Linked DNA regions of Ovis aries: region 2 is linked to region 1. Evidence: chromatin contacts called from public Hi-C data. All regions are on one chromosome and are shown on one strand. Each heading gives the region's core, a stretch centred on a gene start, on an enhancer-like site or on the middle of the called end of the contact. The rest is flanking DNA. Distances are from core to core; before and after follow the strand shown. Region 1 holds the start of PPP1R1B (protein phosphatase 1 regulatory inhibitor subunit 1B). Region 2 overlaps IKZF3 (IKAROS family zinc finger 3).

What was found. A called contact is a pair of places that touch in the nucleus more often than the background predicts.
Region 2: a contact with region 1 is called in a Hi-C map of liver, with 4 times the contacts expected there. The contact joins the enhancer-like site here to the promoter of PPP1R1B in region 1. A contact is called at or near these places in 12 of 16 Hi-C or Micro-C datasets (blood, hypothalamus, liver and 5 more).

Annotation. Positions count from the first base shown.
Region 1 is chr11:39,749,612-39,752,642 of ARS-UI_Ramb_v3.0, forward strand. It overlaps PPP1R1B (protein phosphatase 1 regulatory inhibitor subunit 1B), which reads left to right and starts at 1,553. Exons shown (of 7, transcript XM_004012843.5): 1 at 1,553-1,993. The coding sequence starts at 1,913.
Region 2 is chr11:39,868,812-39,871,842 of ARS-UI_Ramb_v3.0, forward strand. It overlaps IKZF3 (IKAROS family zinc finger 3), which reads right to left. Exons shown (of 5, transcript XM_060394890.1): 5 at 1-3,031. Among named protein-coding and RNA genes, the nearest start is that of GRB7, 22 kb to the left of the region's middle. Within about 2 kb of position 1,565, at least 3 of the 54 cell types and tissues checked have an H3K27ac peak or open chromatin away from gene starts, as enhancers often do.

The DNA of each region.
Region 1 (3,031 bases), core at 303-2,802:
TCTGGCTGTTTCCCCACAAGCATAGAAGTCAACAAACACAGCAGGACTTGGGCCAGGCCTGAGGGTGGGGGAGCAGTGCGCCCCGTGGCCAGGCCTCCCAGCACCCATGGGCAAAGCTCTGTGTTCCCGTTCCCTCGCCTCATCCCCAGGGTAGGCGCTGACTCTGGGGTGTTGCGCCGTGCCCCTGACCCTACTTTCACAAGACTCCACTGGCCTTTTGCTTCCTTCTCGCTCTGCCAAGGGCCCAGCATGCTTGGCCTGGGAGTGTAAAAGTTGCTGGCTGGGGGAGGGGGGCTCCTGATTGTTCCAGGCCTAAGTGTGACCAGGAGAGGAGAGAGCCAAGGCAAACAGAGTCCCAGGAAGACACACACGTACAAGTCTACACACACACCCCCGCTCAGAGCGGCATTCAGACCCTCGCCCCCAGGCCCAAAGAAGAGGGAAACACTGGTTCCTGCAAAGGCATCCAGCACCAGACGATAAACAAACAGGGACACTCCAAACGACAGGGCCATCTCCTCCCCTTCCCCCCTTCAGAGCACACGCAAACACCTCTGCAGAGAGAGAGGCTCACACCTCCGAAATGAGCACACACACCTCTCCCCCTTGCTTTATTCCTGCGCCAAACTCACACGTGATGGCACGTGTACACCCCAACTCCCCCAACTCTATCCCCCTGAGCTGGCTCTGTCTCCCCCACATCATATCTGGGGAGAACAGGCAGGAGACACGTGGATCCAGGGTACCTCACAGCATGGACACATTCCCCTGCCCCCACGAGAGCCCTCCCAGGATCACAACCTTACCCCCCTCTACTCTTCAGGCTGGACCTGTGCAGAGGGTACTCCCACCCCCCTTGCGAGCTGGCACAGCCTGCCCATCACCTTGACAGCCTCTGACATCCTCCCCCACTCTGCCCCCTCCCCCGTGCACACACGGTCTTCCCACACCCTGCCACTCACACCTGCATCCTTGACACTCTGACACACTTACTCACATAGACTCTCTCACCACACGGACCCCCCCCCCCACACACACACACACACTCCCCAGCTTTAGGCACCACAGGGCCCCTGGCACTCACTTTCACACACTCCCTGCCATGATGACTGACATGTGTCCTCCCACGCACACCCCGCTCCTTCACGCTCACTCGCTTTTTAGGACACCCCCCTTCACAGCGTGACACGCTGGTGCTATTCTCTCCACGACCTCACAGCCTCCCCATGAAACTCCAAGCACCCAGGCCAGGAAGGGGTTAAAGCCAGAGTCCCAGGTCCCCGCGGCCCCTCTCCCCTCGGGCTCCCCCCATTATCCTCCCTGCTGGACTCCATCAATAATGCAGCTTCAAGTTCTGGGGAGTCGGCAGGGGGCCCCCAGGCCGCTCCCGCGGTCCTGGCTCGCACTCCCCGCCCTCCTCCCGGCCGAGAACACGCTCCTCGGCGCTCATTGGCCACTGTCTCCTGAGCCCTCCCACCAAGCGCCCGGGCGCCAGTCCCAGGCCGAGGGGACGGGCTGGGGACCCCAAGGCTGGGGCCGGAGGGCGAGACCCGGAGAGACGGAGCGAGGCAGAGACGGAGGGAGACTCGCGGAGAGGGAGCAAGGGAGATAGAGGAAGGTTGGAGAGGCGCAGAGAGAGCGAGGGAAGGAGGGACAGAGACCAGCCCCGCGAGCCCGAGGCGCGGGCGCCGGGGGACCGAGGCTCCCAGGAGCCCCAGAGCCGCGAGCCGGCGGCCGCCCCCCACCCCCGCGCGCCCTCCCCTCGCCGGCGCGGTATCTTTATCTGTGCGTGCACAGCCCTCCAGCTCCTCTCTGCCACACTCAACCCGCTGCCGCCGCGGCGCCCGGAGCAGCGCCGGGGAGTGGAGCCGGGATCGCAGCCCGAGACCCCACGACGCGCGCCCCGCCCGCCATGGACCCCAAAGACCGCAAGAAGATCCAGTTCTCCGTGCCCGCGCCCCCCAGCCAGCTCGACCCCCGCCAGGTGGAGATGGTAAGGGGGCTGCGCCCCACCCCTGGCAGCGCCCCCCTACCCTAACCCCCTCTCCCCGACTCCTCTGCGCTCCGGGATCGGAACTGGCCTGGGAGACGCGGGCCCCCGGCCCGCCTCTGACGGCGCGAGGGCGCGGGGCAGCGCGTGAAGTTCGCCGGAGACTCCTGTAACTTTTTCCCGGGGCCTCGCACCTGATCCCGGGGCTGGGGAATCCCTGGCGGCCCTGGAGGGGGAGGACTGTCCTCTGGACCCTGCAGTGTCCTCCTTCCCTGGGGTCCCCCGGGGACCACTGGTGTGGCAAACATGGCCCCCTGACCCGTTACACAGAGCGGGCCTGCGCCCGCCTGCCGCGCGCTCTGGCCATCTCTCTAGTCCCACCCTGCACACCTGGGCTGGGATCACCCGAGCTTTGTCCTGACCTCTAGATAAAGCCACAACATAGGCGGGGCGGGGGGTGCGGGTGGAGAGGGAAATGATGACCAGTCATCCCAGAAGCCAGAAGTCCTCACACAGACATCTGAGTCCTCTGGACAGCCTTCCTGGGCACTGGGTACCAGAGGCCTCCAAAGGTGGGCATGAGATGTGGGGCGTGATGGGGAAAGAGACATGAGTTTTTTGCGGGCGCCTCCCCTCTTCCACTTAGCCATTCACTTGTTGCTGTTGTTGAGAAGCAGCTGGCACCCAACAGAGCAGTGGATGGGGGGCAAGGGCATGCCGTGTTGCAGAGAGACCGCGTGGAGAGGGGGTGGGCCTGGGCTACCGGTTTGATCCCCAGCCCAAGCAGCTTTTGATCTGGAGGGCAGTGTTGGGAGATTGGCAGGGGGAGGTGGCAGTTTCAGTTTAATTCACCTGGTTCTCTTTGTGCATTTCCCTGGAGCTCAAAGAGGACCTAATTAACTGACTGTTGATCTGATTGCCAAGCTAGGGGGAAGGGTGGGGGAGTTACTGGGAGTACTCAGTGCCCCCCCCCCTCCACTGTTCAGCTTGGCTCATGTACCAAGGAGGGCGACTTTGGAGGTTTTATGAGGACTGGGTGAA
Region 2 (3,031 bases), core at 315-2,814, 120 kb after region 1:
AAATTGTCCTTTTCACAGGCACTTAAATCCCCAATCATTCTGCTTCCTGAACTCTGCCTATAGAGAGTCTCTGAACTGTACTTTCTGTCTGAGCATAAAAATAGCTCCTAATTCTTTAAAAGATGAGGAGGATCACTGCATATCTCTTATCTTCTGCACAGCCTGAGCCCATTTTCTAGGGCAAACTTTTCATCACTCCCCTTTCTTCTCTCTTCTTGAGCTCAAACTTCTAATTCTCTTTGTCAAAGAGCCTGGACACTCCGAGGACTCAAATCTTGAGTGTTATAGAGTTTCCAAATCTCCACTAGAGACCAACCTACCTACTCATAGTGGGGTACACTTTAAAGTTAGGACTTCAAACACTAGACATTTAACATTTGCACTGCAGTCTTACTGCCTGTCCTGGGATATGTATCAGAAGTATTGCTTTTTCCCCCTAAAAAACATTCTAAACCTCACATTTAGCTGAGGGAAAAAAAGCAGAGGAGGGGAATAAAACAGTGATACAGAAGCTCCTTGGAAAAAGCATTATGCTGGTGCTAGATTTGTTACTAACACAGTGTTTCAATTGAATAAAATGTTGTGTTTTTAAACATCTCTCTTTGCAAAAGAAATCTGAGGTCATTTTACTTCTGGGTCTGGCAAAATGTTAAATAAGCCTTGCTTTTAAAAGGTGAGACATTTTGTCACTGATAAAGTTGGAAGCTGAGTCAGGAACAGCTTAGAATGGATAACAAAGCATAACATTAGCTAGCTTATCTGTGTCAAGGTTAATATCTTCTTGGAAGAATGACTTAAGGAGTCTAAAGACTGCTGGATTTATTAACATTTTTTCCTGGTGGTGGTGTGGAGTGTAAGAGGGGAGATACCTCAACCAGGGAACTGCAGGAGGGAACACAGGCAACACTTCCAACAACAATAAAGAACGTTTGGATAACAGCTCTCTTCCTTTTCCACTCTTACCACCTTGGCTGTAAGGGAATTTTTCACAGGTTTGGTTGCTCCTTAGATTTCGGCCTCCTGGGTGTGCAGTGGGGGCCTGGCTAATAAAAGGATTGGGGAAAGTGAAGGAGAGAGAAAACCTACACAGCTCACAGTCACAGGGACTCTGGCTGAAAAAAGAACTGTGCTGTCAGAAGCTGCCGAAGACCTCACTGTAAAGCAACGTCAGATGTAAATCTTAACCTGCCCTCCTCTCTAGGCATCTTGCTAAGGTTCTTCTTCACCTCCTTCCCCACCCCAAGCAAGGGAGAGGGTTAAGTAGGATAAGGAGTGCCTGCAGAAGCAAGTGTTTACCTGTGTTGTGGCAACTGCTACATTCCACCCTGTTCAATTTCAAGATTTAAGAATGTGGAGTTTCCACATACACATTTTCTCTGGACTTGACACGTCCCAACTGGAGGCTCAAAATGCAACAATGAATGTGCAGCCTGTGTGAGAGGTCACCTCACTCAGAAAACTGACCTCAGAACGATGGAAATCATTCAGAAAATCCATTAGTCACAGAGAAAACCAGGGTCATAGCTACAGAGTCCCCATCTTGGTGGGAAGGGCTTTAGTTTCACTATCTTAAGGTGCAGAAGATGATGTCTTCTCTAAAGACTCTCCCACTAATCTGGTGGAAATACTCGCTTTCCCTAGCTTTCTCTTCTGCTAATCCTTGCTTCCGAATTCTCTTCCTTTTGTCCCCTAAAGAGTCAACAGGATGTGTGGTATTTCAAAAATATAACAAGCAGCTCCTCTTTCACAATGGGTGTAAGCAACATGGTGTGGCTTGGGGTCTAGGATTACAGAAACACAGTGATGTTCAGAATCCCGCACACTGAAATCCAGCTAGTCTTCTAGCTGAAATCTCAAACATGTTGGGACTGTTGCCATGGAATTTCACAAAATCTTTTTTTCCTGAGACAGACGCCATGCTACAAAGAAGGATAAGCCATTTGTGCAGTCTGAGGTGGAACATTTAAATTACTGGCAGCACACAGACGCGCTGAGTTTGAGCCTAATGCATAAAGCCCTTTCGAAATATCAAGGCAGATACATAAAACACTGTTCTACCAGGAATTGGGGATTCTTGCCTCTGCTAGAAATGTTCTCACAACTGACTCTTAATTTGTAAATAGGCTCCATGAAGTGGTCCCTGGAAGCAGCATCTATTTTTCCTAACACAGTTACTTTCAAAGGAGAGAAAAAATAAGGCTCTGTAAGCAGCTGCAGGGGCCAGTTTGTGTGCACACTCGGGCGCAAGATCAAGATACCTTCCTGTTTTTTGTTCCTCCCCTTCACACTCACAACTCAGTGGTTAAAGGAAAAGCTTAACAATACTACCATTTTCACACCAAAGAAATGTGAAACATATATTCATATACACATACGCCTTCTGCTCAATACCCATACATCAAGAGGTTAAAAAAAACATAATTGTGGTTACTACACAATCACATAAATTTAAAGCTGGAAAAGATCTTCAGAGAACATCAAAATCCAATCCACCCCTAATTCTATGGTTGAGGAAACTTAGTTTTAAGAGTTACAGGATTTGCCCAAAGTCATTCCACTAATTAGTGGCAAACATGGAATTCAGCTAACAGATTGTGTGACCCCTATTCCAGTGCTAATTTTACAATTATCACAGCACTTTTCCTTGACAGCATGTCTCCCACAATTAATGAGAAAGATGGCCAACACATCTGCAGAACCAAGAGCAAATTTTCAGGAAACTGTGGAATATAACAGCTCCATTTAAAATGTGTGTGGGGGAGGTGGTGGAGCCCCCAACCTGCCTGATGGAGGAGAGCCTGCCAGCAGAGGGGCTCTCTCCTCATCCATTCTGAAGCTCAGCTCTGATCATGGTGTTTAGCCTTGATTCCTTCCTGTGGGGTGGGGGAGACTAAGTCATACTTTGGGTATGATTCTTTGTTTTGTTTTGTCTTGGTTTTGGTCGAAAGTCATTGGCAAGTTTGCTTTGGATTTGTACACCAATACTCCACGAAGGAGATGAAAAACTTCCAGGTGGCTTGTTCCTCCCTCC